Regions from separate parts of the Danio rerio genome. Here region 2 is linked to region 1. The links are chromatin contacts, called in public Micro-C maps. All regions are on one chromosome and are shown on one strand. Each heading gives the region's core, a stretch centred on a gene start, on an enhancer-like site or on the middle of the called end of the contact. The rest is flanking DNA. Distances are from core to core; before and after follow the strand shown. Region 1 overlaps fhdc1 (FH2 domain containing 1). Region 2 holds the start of fhdc1 (FH2 domain containing 1).

What was found. Hi-C and Micro-C count contacts between places; a contact is called where the count stands out from the background.
Region 2: a Micro-C map of caudal fin shows a contact between it and region 1, with 18 times the contacts expected there. The contact joins the promoter of fhdc1 here to the enhancer-like site in region 1. A contact is called at or near these places in 2 of 18 Hi-C or Micro-C datasets (caudal fin and an unstated tissue) and 1 of 4 datasets of contacts at active chromatin or transcription factors (caudal fin).

The regions. Positions count from the first base shown.
Region 1 is chr1:27,012,940-27,017,854 of GRCz12tu, forward strand. It overlaps fhdc1 (FH2 domain containing 1), which reads right to left. Exons shown (of 12, transcript XM_001920021.7): 12 at 4,328-4,915. Among named protein-coding and RNA genes, the nearest start is that of trim2a, 27 kb to the left of the region's middle. Within about 2 kb of position 2,157, at least 2 of the 62 cell types and tissues checked have an H3K27ac peak or open chromatin away from gene starts, as enhancers often do. A contact at or near this core is called in caudal fin, where this site is marked.
Region 2 is chr1:27,056,224-27,061,138 of GRCz12tu, forward strand. fhdc1 (FH2 domain containing 1) reads right to left here and starts at 2,620. Exons shown (of 12, transcript XM_001920021.7): 1 at 2,535-2,620.

The sequences.
Region 1 (4,915 bases), core at 907-3,406:
AAATGTGCTGAATAAGTTGGCGGTTCATTCCGCTGTGGCAACCCCGGATAATTAAAGGGACTTAGTGAAAAGTAAATGAATGAATTAATTAATGAAAATAAGTGGATCTAACCTCTGAGATCTAGTTGCTGCCCTAGACAATAGGCAAAAAACAAAATAGTCTTTACTCTGATGTATTCATAGAGAAACAGTCCATATTATATGTAGATTAAAATACAATGTTAAATATTGCACGTTTTTTAAAAGTAAAGGTTGCAAATGAGGGTTTTTGCAACTAATGCCACAGAAGAACGGCTTTTAGTTCCACAAAGAACCTTTTGTCAACAATTCTTAAAAATAAACATTTCTTACTGTAAACTAAGAATAATTTAATGATTTGTGGAACACTTCCAGTTTAAAGAATTTTTTTTGGAATTTGAAGTAAAGGCACTAAGCTTAAAAGAAAATGAATGAATGAATGAATAAATGAAAGTTTTGATGTCTCTATATATACATTTTATTGGTCTATATATGTAGACTTAAGTAAATTGAACCATAATTAACATGACTCGTATTAATACTGATTAACAATGATGATCCAAAACACTATGATCAGTCACAGATAAATGGGTCAATCAGTGCTTCTGAAAATACTATCGGTTGGATTTAGGGAAAGAGGAGGGTGGGTCAGTCGATTAGTCAGTCAGTCAGTCAGTCAGTCAGACAGTCAGTCAGTCAGTCAAACAGTCAGTCGACAGTGGCCTCTGGTGAATTTACGATAGAAGAGCAGGCGCAAATGGTACGCAAGAGAAATTTGAGATCTAAAAAAAGTGTACACAGCGGCCTCTGGTGGATTCGTGAAAACAAAAACTGCAAAAAAATAAATAAATAAATGTCTCTGGCGCTTTCCAGAATTGTATATAGAGGTACGTTTTTAGAATGAGCCTGGGTTGGATCGATTAGACAGTGAGACAGTGATTCATTGCTTGTTCAATGCTTGACAAAATGGTCAGGAACAAAGATCTGAGTGACATTGCAAGTACGAGATTGTTATTTGAGGACTTTCACCATAAACCGCTGACAGTGTTGAGCATATAATTTCTCAAATGTGGCACATTTCTTTGTAAAATTCAAATATATTTTATGTAAAATAACAAAAATAAATTGTAATTTGAAATTCCAAAAAGAAAACCTAATTAATAATAGAAGCAGGCAGTTAATTCATAAAATGCACCAATATGTTGACAGTAAATTATCACGTATTTTATTTAACACACAAATTTGAGTGTGCATAAACACTGTTTATTCAATCAATTTTCTTTTTGTATTTGCACTCAGCACTGTTTCATAGTGGGTAATATCAGGTCTGGTGTGCAGTTTTCTTGTGCAATAGTTGTCTTCACACTTCAGTCAGTGAAGATTTTTGTTTTTATCCTAGTTTTTATTTATTTATTTTTGTTATTGTTGTTAGTTGCACTTGATTTGTTAACTGCACTTATTATTGTCTGTTTTGCAGATAAGGCCTAACCATACCCTGGTTTGTTTATAGATTTTCTTAATTGTGTTGTATTGTAGTATACATGTTTTTGCACTGTAAGGCTTGCTTTAATTTCACATCATTTGTGTAGTGAGAAAAACTTTAAATGTATTACTTTGACAAGAATCGCTTTAAAAAGATATGCTCGGTTTTCTATCCTTAGTTAACATCAGCATAACAACATTTAGCTTGCTGCAAAGACTGATTTTTTTTTTCATAAGAAATACAATTAAAATAAATAAAATTGTAGTTGCACCAAAAAAACTTAATTCATTCACCTTCATAAATATCACATCCTCACTCTTTGTTCAATAGTATAATTAATGTTGCTTTTTAAATTTATTTAAGATTATGATCTTAATAAAAAGTACTTATTTTTTTGTTTTCACAGTCATAGGTTGGGAACAACATTAGAGGGGCTCTAAATGTTGTCAGAAGTCAAATAAATTTAGCGGGAGAACTATCTCTTGCAATGGTACAGAGGTGTTTTCACTCCGTTAAGTTGTACAGTAGTTTGATATTTAGAGCGATTCAAATGAAAGTGCCTTTTAAGGGTAAATAGTTCTTGACTGGAACAGCATTACCATGACAACTGGAGAGCTAGAATAGAGACCACCATAAAAGTCAGGCGGTGGGAAAAGTTTCTCGTGCCAGGATTAGCCAGTACTGGTAATGCTATTTCAAACAATCAACAGCAGGTGGCATTCTAGTAGAGGAAACATTAATGAAAAAGAAACTCTGGCAGAATAATAAAAAAAGTGTTTGCCCAGACCTACAGTGGTGTGTTGCAAGTGCCTTTAAGGTGTTAAAAAAGCAGCAACACAAATAGGCAATATTTTTGTGCTTTTTTCTGTCAGTGCTAGGTATGGGTTTACTCTTGTTTGCCTCACCATACCTGATTTGCATTTTACTTTCACTCATACGCACACACCCACGCAACTAAACAATGGGTGTGGCTCAACAAAAAAAAGGTGACCACTGTCAATAGAAAACCATGGTTGGCTTGATAAATACCCTACGGACAAGACACTGAAGATGAAAAGGGAAAAACAAAACAAAACAAAATGCAGTTTATTTCAAGTTTTCTTAATGTTATGTTCAAATATGCAAGATAGGCATTATTTTATGAAATATGGAAATTTTTGTTTGTTTCTCAGAAACTAAAAAAAACTCATTCATTTTCATTTCTGCTTAGTCCCTTTATTAAACAGGGGTTACCACAGTGGAATGAACTGCCAACTTATCCAGCATATGTTATCACGCAGAGGAAACCCTTCCAGCTGCAACCCAGTACTGGGAGACATCCATACACCCTTGCATTCACACACATACACTACAGTGGGGGAAACCGAAGCACCCAGAGGAAACCCATGCCAACACGGAGAAAACATGCAAAATCCACACAAAAATGCCAGCTGATCCACCTGAGGCTCGAATCAGCGACCTTTTTGCTGTGAGGTTACAGTGCTATTTACTATGCCACCGTGTTGTGCTCAGACAAAGAATAAAATGTTTAAAAATAGGCAAGTTATGTTTGGACATATAGCTTCAGAATAATAATGTGTAACATAAAATAAATAAATTAAGCTTAGTGAGTTTAAGTGCCACGGGTTGAAGATTCTGGCACATTCTAAAACAGTTAAAGTGAAAAAAAAACTTAACATGGCTTAATGTACCTAAACATTAACTTTTCATTCATTTTCTTTTCGGCTTAGTCCTTTATTAATCTGGGGTTGCTGCAGCGCAATGAACCGCCAACTTATCCAGCATATGTTTTACGCAGTGGATGCCCTTCCAGCTGCAAATCCTCTCTGGGAAATAAACATCAACCATAGAAACCCAAATTTTTGTCAATCTTTACTTGCAATTAACCTCAACTACTGTAAAAAGAGGGAGCCCCAATTCCACAGTTAAAGTGAAAAACATCACATTAAGCGTTTTCTTCCAAAACACTTTGTGATGTCAAAAGAATGAACTCTGATTTTAGTAAGTAAAAATTTTACTGTTATGCATTTTAAGTCCATTATAAGGAAACAGCTTAATTCACCTTAACACCGACCAGGGAACCCCAAATATTCTGTCAAACTTGACTTATGATACCAATAACTTTTGTCAAAAGAGTGGGCCCTAATTCCATAGATAAAGTGAACAATATCACGTTGTGTTCTCTCACATTAAAGTTCATAATAAGAAAAGGCTTAACGTAACTTTACAACAACCGAGGGAAACCAAATGTTAAAAAAGCTGTTTATAAAATCAAGGTTAGAGTTAATCACAAGTAAATCTGATAGAAATTGTATTTTCCCCGCTTATTGTTAAGGTACTTTAAGCCACGTTAAGCTTTTTCCTTATAATAGACAATGGGGGAGAAAACGTTTAATGTGATATTTTTCACTTTATCTATGGAATTGGGGCTCGCTCTTTTTACAGTAGTTGAGGTTAATTGCAAGTAAAGTTTGACAAAATGTGGGTTACTCTGGTTGATGTTTAGGTACATTAAGCCATGTTAAGCTTTTTTTCACATTAAGTGTTTTAGAATGTGCCAGGATTTTGAGTGGCCATTGAGAGGAGCAATGTAGGAGAGAAACAAAAAGTAATTTATTTTAAATCTACAGACTTTCACTGATACGCTGTTACAAAACAAAAATCTAAAAAGTGTATTTTAGTTCTTTACTGTACTCAAAATACACAATGAAAACCCCCAAAATCTCAAAATTGTCAGGTGCTTTGAAAAAATCTGCAGTGACCTTTAACATTATTCACATTTCTTCACAAAATGAACACATCACAGTTGTAAACTGACATTTGCTCAGTGTACATACATCTTTTTCACGTGTAGATTTATTGATTAGCTTATAATGATTGTAGTGCTACAATCACAGAGGAAAGGGCTCAGAAATAACATTCAAAATAGAAAACTGAAGCAATATCAATAAAATATCATCACATCACATTGACATATATGCAACTTTCATTTCATGTCAAAGTCATAGCTTAAAGTGAATTTGCTAGTTTTAACTCCTATCTACAGCTGGAACAAGGATTCCATTGTGTCAGATTTCACCATGTTGCCATGGATGCATTCTAAAGCATGTTAATAAATCAGTGCTAAACACAGATAAGTCAATACATAAGCCTTTCTAGGAACATAAAAAGGCATTGTACATTGTAAATAAGGTACATCTGCAGAACTCTGTGTAAGCCAAGGATTCACTTGATGAGTGAGCCATCAGAATATAAGAACCAGAGGTGGCAAATGTGATTCTAGAGGTAGAAATTTGGATTTTAGGCTGTTTTAAGTTGTCATCATTTAAAATCAGAATTGATTTCACCATTAGCTGACAACTCTCTATTAGCGTTTATCTTTCATCTATAATTCTTTCACATAACCTATTTATT
Region 2 (4,915 bases), core at 1,370-3,869, 44 kb after region 1:
CATATGCTCACACTTGTGCTAAATTTGACCCTATGTGATAACTATAGCGAACTATCAATGAACACACATGCAGACATTCTCATATCACAGTGCAGTCACTGTAAACAGCCAATGGCTTGACATGATATACAAATAACAAAGATTTTTCTGTCTTCCACAGTCATTACAAACCCCACTAAGTGGTTTATTCCCCATAGGCACAGTGAGGAAAACTAGACAGTGAAATGACCGCAATAAAATATAAATGGCCTGATGTGTACACAGAGAGTTGAAATATTAGGCCATGGGTGTAAATCAAACCTCTCGTTATAATACAATCATAATGCATCTTGACATTCGGTAAAACTGCATTTACATATCTACAAAATAGTAAGTACTAGATTTCTAATGTTTCATTCATTTTACTCAAGGAAGTGATTCAGGCAGTGGGACACAAGACGCGCTTTGGTTGCCATGGCGACAGTGGGTGGGAGGGGAAGCTGAAGCCCAAACACCTGATGTTTACGTGTGCAAATGAAAGAGCAAGAGGCTTATTGGTGAATTTAGTCCCTTTAGAGCCTATTAGAAGTATTGTGTCACCAGAGACTGTCGTGATGCATGTGATGTTATTGTTAACTAATATAAAACTGCAAAAAATCTTTTTTGTTAAGTTGAAATAACTTGAAACAAGTATTACAAGTAAGCTTAAACAGTTGAAATGATAAATACAGCATTGACAATTGACTGAATATGTAACACGTGTATGTAATGTAGTCTAGAACGGACTGTAATATGTAAAATGTAGAATGGAAAATATTTCAGTAAATGGAAATGTTTGGGTAAAGATAAATCATAGAAATGAACACAAAACTAAAAAAGTAATTCAAATATTCAATAATATAATTAAAGTAGTAGCTATATTAAAAGTATCCCTTGAAACAATTTCTAAATTAACTAACATGGAATAACAGTCTATTTTATGTTTACCCTGACACAGTTTTTACAGATACAGATGAAAATTTTTAATTGTTAATTCATGTAATTTATTAAGCATAACTGTAAATAAACATTACAAGTACCAAATACACTGCATAATGGGTGATGTGTTGTCTTCAATTTAGACATTTTTATTAATAAATATTAGACCTTTAAAGTCTATTTGTATTTTTTTTTTGTATTAATCATTCAAAAATAAAAAAGAACATGATTGACATCAGTGGTTCCAGGATGAAAAATCTTTAACTTCAATGGAACCTTTTCATCACATAAACAGGATCCAAAAATACAAGCATCTCTATGAAAACTTTTTTTTTTAATTGTGTATGAACATCACTAATACTCTATCACCCCAAAATGGAAAAGCTAAACTGGTAAAAAAATTTTCCTAAAAAAGGAAAGGCTAAACTGTCAGAATTCCAAAACAATACACAAATTCACAGTCGTGCAATGATAGTGTTACACCGTAATCAATCAAGTGGGTATTTTAGGGGGCTTTTGCCAATCGAGTTCCCTTACTTTAGGGTGTGTTACCGTGGCAATATGACAACAGACGAGCACCCTCCCCCGTTGACCTCACCCTGAGGGAAAACTTTTCTCTAAGCTTTGTTCCACAACTCCTGAATGGATTGTCTACAATTCATCTCACCATGAGAAATGGGATGGGTTACTAAAGAAGCTGGCTTCAGAGGATTACAATAAAGCACATCACAATCTTTGACAAAGCAGCACAAAAGCACTAGTAATAGCCCTAAGGGTCTCTGATGGGGCAAGCTGATAAGCAACAGAATCAGTCAAACGTATACATTCGTACTTTACACTTTTCTCTTGTCAATGTACATTCATAAAATACAGCCTGCTGTGACTAAGACAGATTTCAGATGATGTAATGTTTACTGACCATGCAAGCACAACATTGTTAAATAAAGGAGGGCTTTGGAGCAGGAACCATGGTATACTTTTCTTATTAAAGTCTGAACAACATGTTCAGATTACAGGGGAGCTGACTCATGGGACGAGTGAGGTTACACCATTACTGTGATCTTTAGTGATGCATCCTGTAGGGTGACAGCGACCACACTGAAGGCTACAGATCAAACCTGAGTGTTAATGAGACGGAAACACTGATGGATCGATCAGACATGAGAGTTAAGACTCAAATAGTACAATCAATAAATGAATAAAACCCATGCGTTAATATTTACATCACAGTGTGATAGCATATATATATATATATATATATATATATATATATATATATATATATATATATATATATATATATATATATATATATATATATACATACATACATACATACATACATATACATAGTCATTAAAAATGATATTTAACCTATGTGGTGCTTTCAAGGGAAGACTATTAAAATGATGCCTTCAATATAATCAAGCCGTTAAATGAGTCTGAACGCAAGGTATATGTGTATCTCTAGGACATCGCTAGAGCAAACAAAATCCGTCAGCCGCAGATAAAAGAGTAAAGGCTGAACGAAATGTATACGACTAAGCATACACTTTAAACTGGGTTAAAGAACTTACCTTAAACAGTGTAAGGGAAATAAGCACTAGTTTTTTCCCCTGTTGCGGCAGGTGCGTGTATCCTAGAGAAGGTGTGTGTTGGTGTCAGCGGCATTCTGCGCGGCCAGCGCTGCAGCGACGCTCAAGGATGCAGTGCATTACAGCCTGCTGACGTTCTGCGCATGCGGTGTGCGTCGGGAGCTCGCATGAGCGGTGAGGTTGTGAGACTGGCTCAGGTGAATCGGAACCGCTTGAGCCTGACGTGTGTCACCCGCTGGTGACGAGGATAACATAACACAGCTCAGGCACAAATATTAATATTGACACACATCGTCGCAGGTTGTTTATTAAACATACAGGTCTGTTTGGCAACCATGGAGACAATAAAAGCAGTTTTCTAAACACATACTGTAATTTGAGAATTATTTTAAAGTTATTTACAGTAATCTACCAAGTATTCTTCTTAGGCAGTTTGAGCTCGAATCCTATATTAGCTTTTTGGTTCAAATCTAGTGGGCAGTGCTGTAGTGATTTGCATACATTTTGCTTCCCTGTCAAACAAATTAAATCACTCTTAGACAGCAAAGTCGAGTGCTCTCATTTCATCTTGTGGAAAATATTGTGGACCGTCTATCCATGAGAATAACATAAAGACACGTGGTTTGTGGATGTATAGAGCCTTTGGCTTTATACATATTCTATACTACAAGCAGATGTCAGTGAAAAGGTGAACTTTAGTTAGAAATGCAACAGTGCCCTCTGTCGGCATAATTCAGTCTTGAGTCTATAAAAAGCTGCTTGTCATAATGCAGGGGTTTTCAATCTTTTAGATGCCATTTACCCCCATCCACCCTAAAATGCAATATGCATAGATATTATTCATTCATTTATTCATTTTCTTGTCGGCTTAGTCCCTTTATTAATCCGGGGTTGCCACAGCGGAATGAACCAGCAACTTTTCCAGGAAGTTTTTTTACGCAGCGGATTCCCTTCCAGCCGCAACCCATCTCTGAGCCGAGGTTCGAACCAGCGACCTTCTTGCTGTGAGGCAACAGCACTACCTACTGCGCCACTGGCTCGCCGCATAGATATTATATCTTGTATAAAGACTCCACACGTATACAGTGAAAATCAAGTGAAAATGCTACTTGTGAACGTTGGGTAAATATATCTATTATATACAGTGCTCAGCATACAATTGAAGTCAGAATTTTTTGACCTCCTAAATTATTAGCCCCCCTGTTTATTTTTCCCCCAATTTCTGTTTAACAGATATTTAATTTTTTTTAACACTTTTGTAAACAATAGTTTTAATAATTCAATTCTAATAACTGATTTATTTTATCTTTGTCATGATGGCAGTAAATAATGTGTGACTAGATATTTTTCAAGACACTTTTATATAGCTTAAAGTGACATTTAGAGGCTTAACTAGGTTAATTAGGTTAACTAGACAGGTTAGGGTAATTAGGCAAGTTATTGTATAATGATGGTTTGCTCTGTAGACTATCTAAAAATAAATAGCTTAAAGGGCTAATAACTTTGACCTTAAAATGTTCTTTAAAAAAAAAACTGCTTTTATTCTAGCCGAAATAAAAGAAATAAGACTTTCTCCAGACGAAAAAATATTATCGGACATACTGTACAGTGAAAACATAATTTGGGAAATATTTAAAAAAAAAAAAAAAAATTTAAAGGTGGGGCTAATCACTCTGAGTTCAATTGTATTTAAATACAGTGCTCAGCATATAGGAGTACACCCCCCACAAATCTCTCATTTAAATTAATATTTTCTATAGGAAGCTTTACAAGAATATATTTGTGCATATACATTAAAATAGTCAGTACTGAAGCCAAATCTGGAGCTAATCAAACTAAATAAATAATGGTTCACAAATTAGTAGCCCAAATGTATGTTAGGAAAAAATATTACATTTTAAATATTAAATGTTCAAGACGGGCAAAAATCAAGAGAAACAAAAAATATATAATTTTTTAACGTAGTTTGTATTTTTGTATACGTTGCAATATTTTGCTTGAATTTAATTGTATTATCTTTTCATTTCTAAAGATGTTTTGGTGACTAAAATATCATTTTAATAAATGGTTAATGAATCTGTTTTGTTCAAATACACCTATATATATATATATATATATATATATATATATATATATATATATATATATATATATATATATATATATATATAATTAATATTTACTGAGGAATGGATACAAATTTTCATTTTCAAAATAAGCTGTACTTATGCTGTGCACTGTACATTTCTGCCCATTAAAGTACTGTATTTATCTATTAATTAGTATTTATTTATTAATTATATATATTATTGTTGGATTCCTTATTTTATTTTTATTATTGGATTCTATAATTCATTTAAATC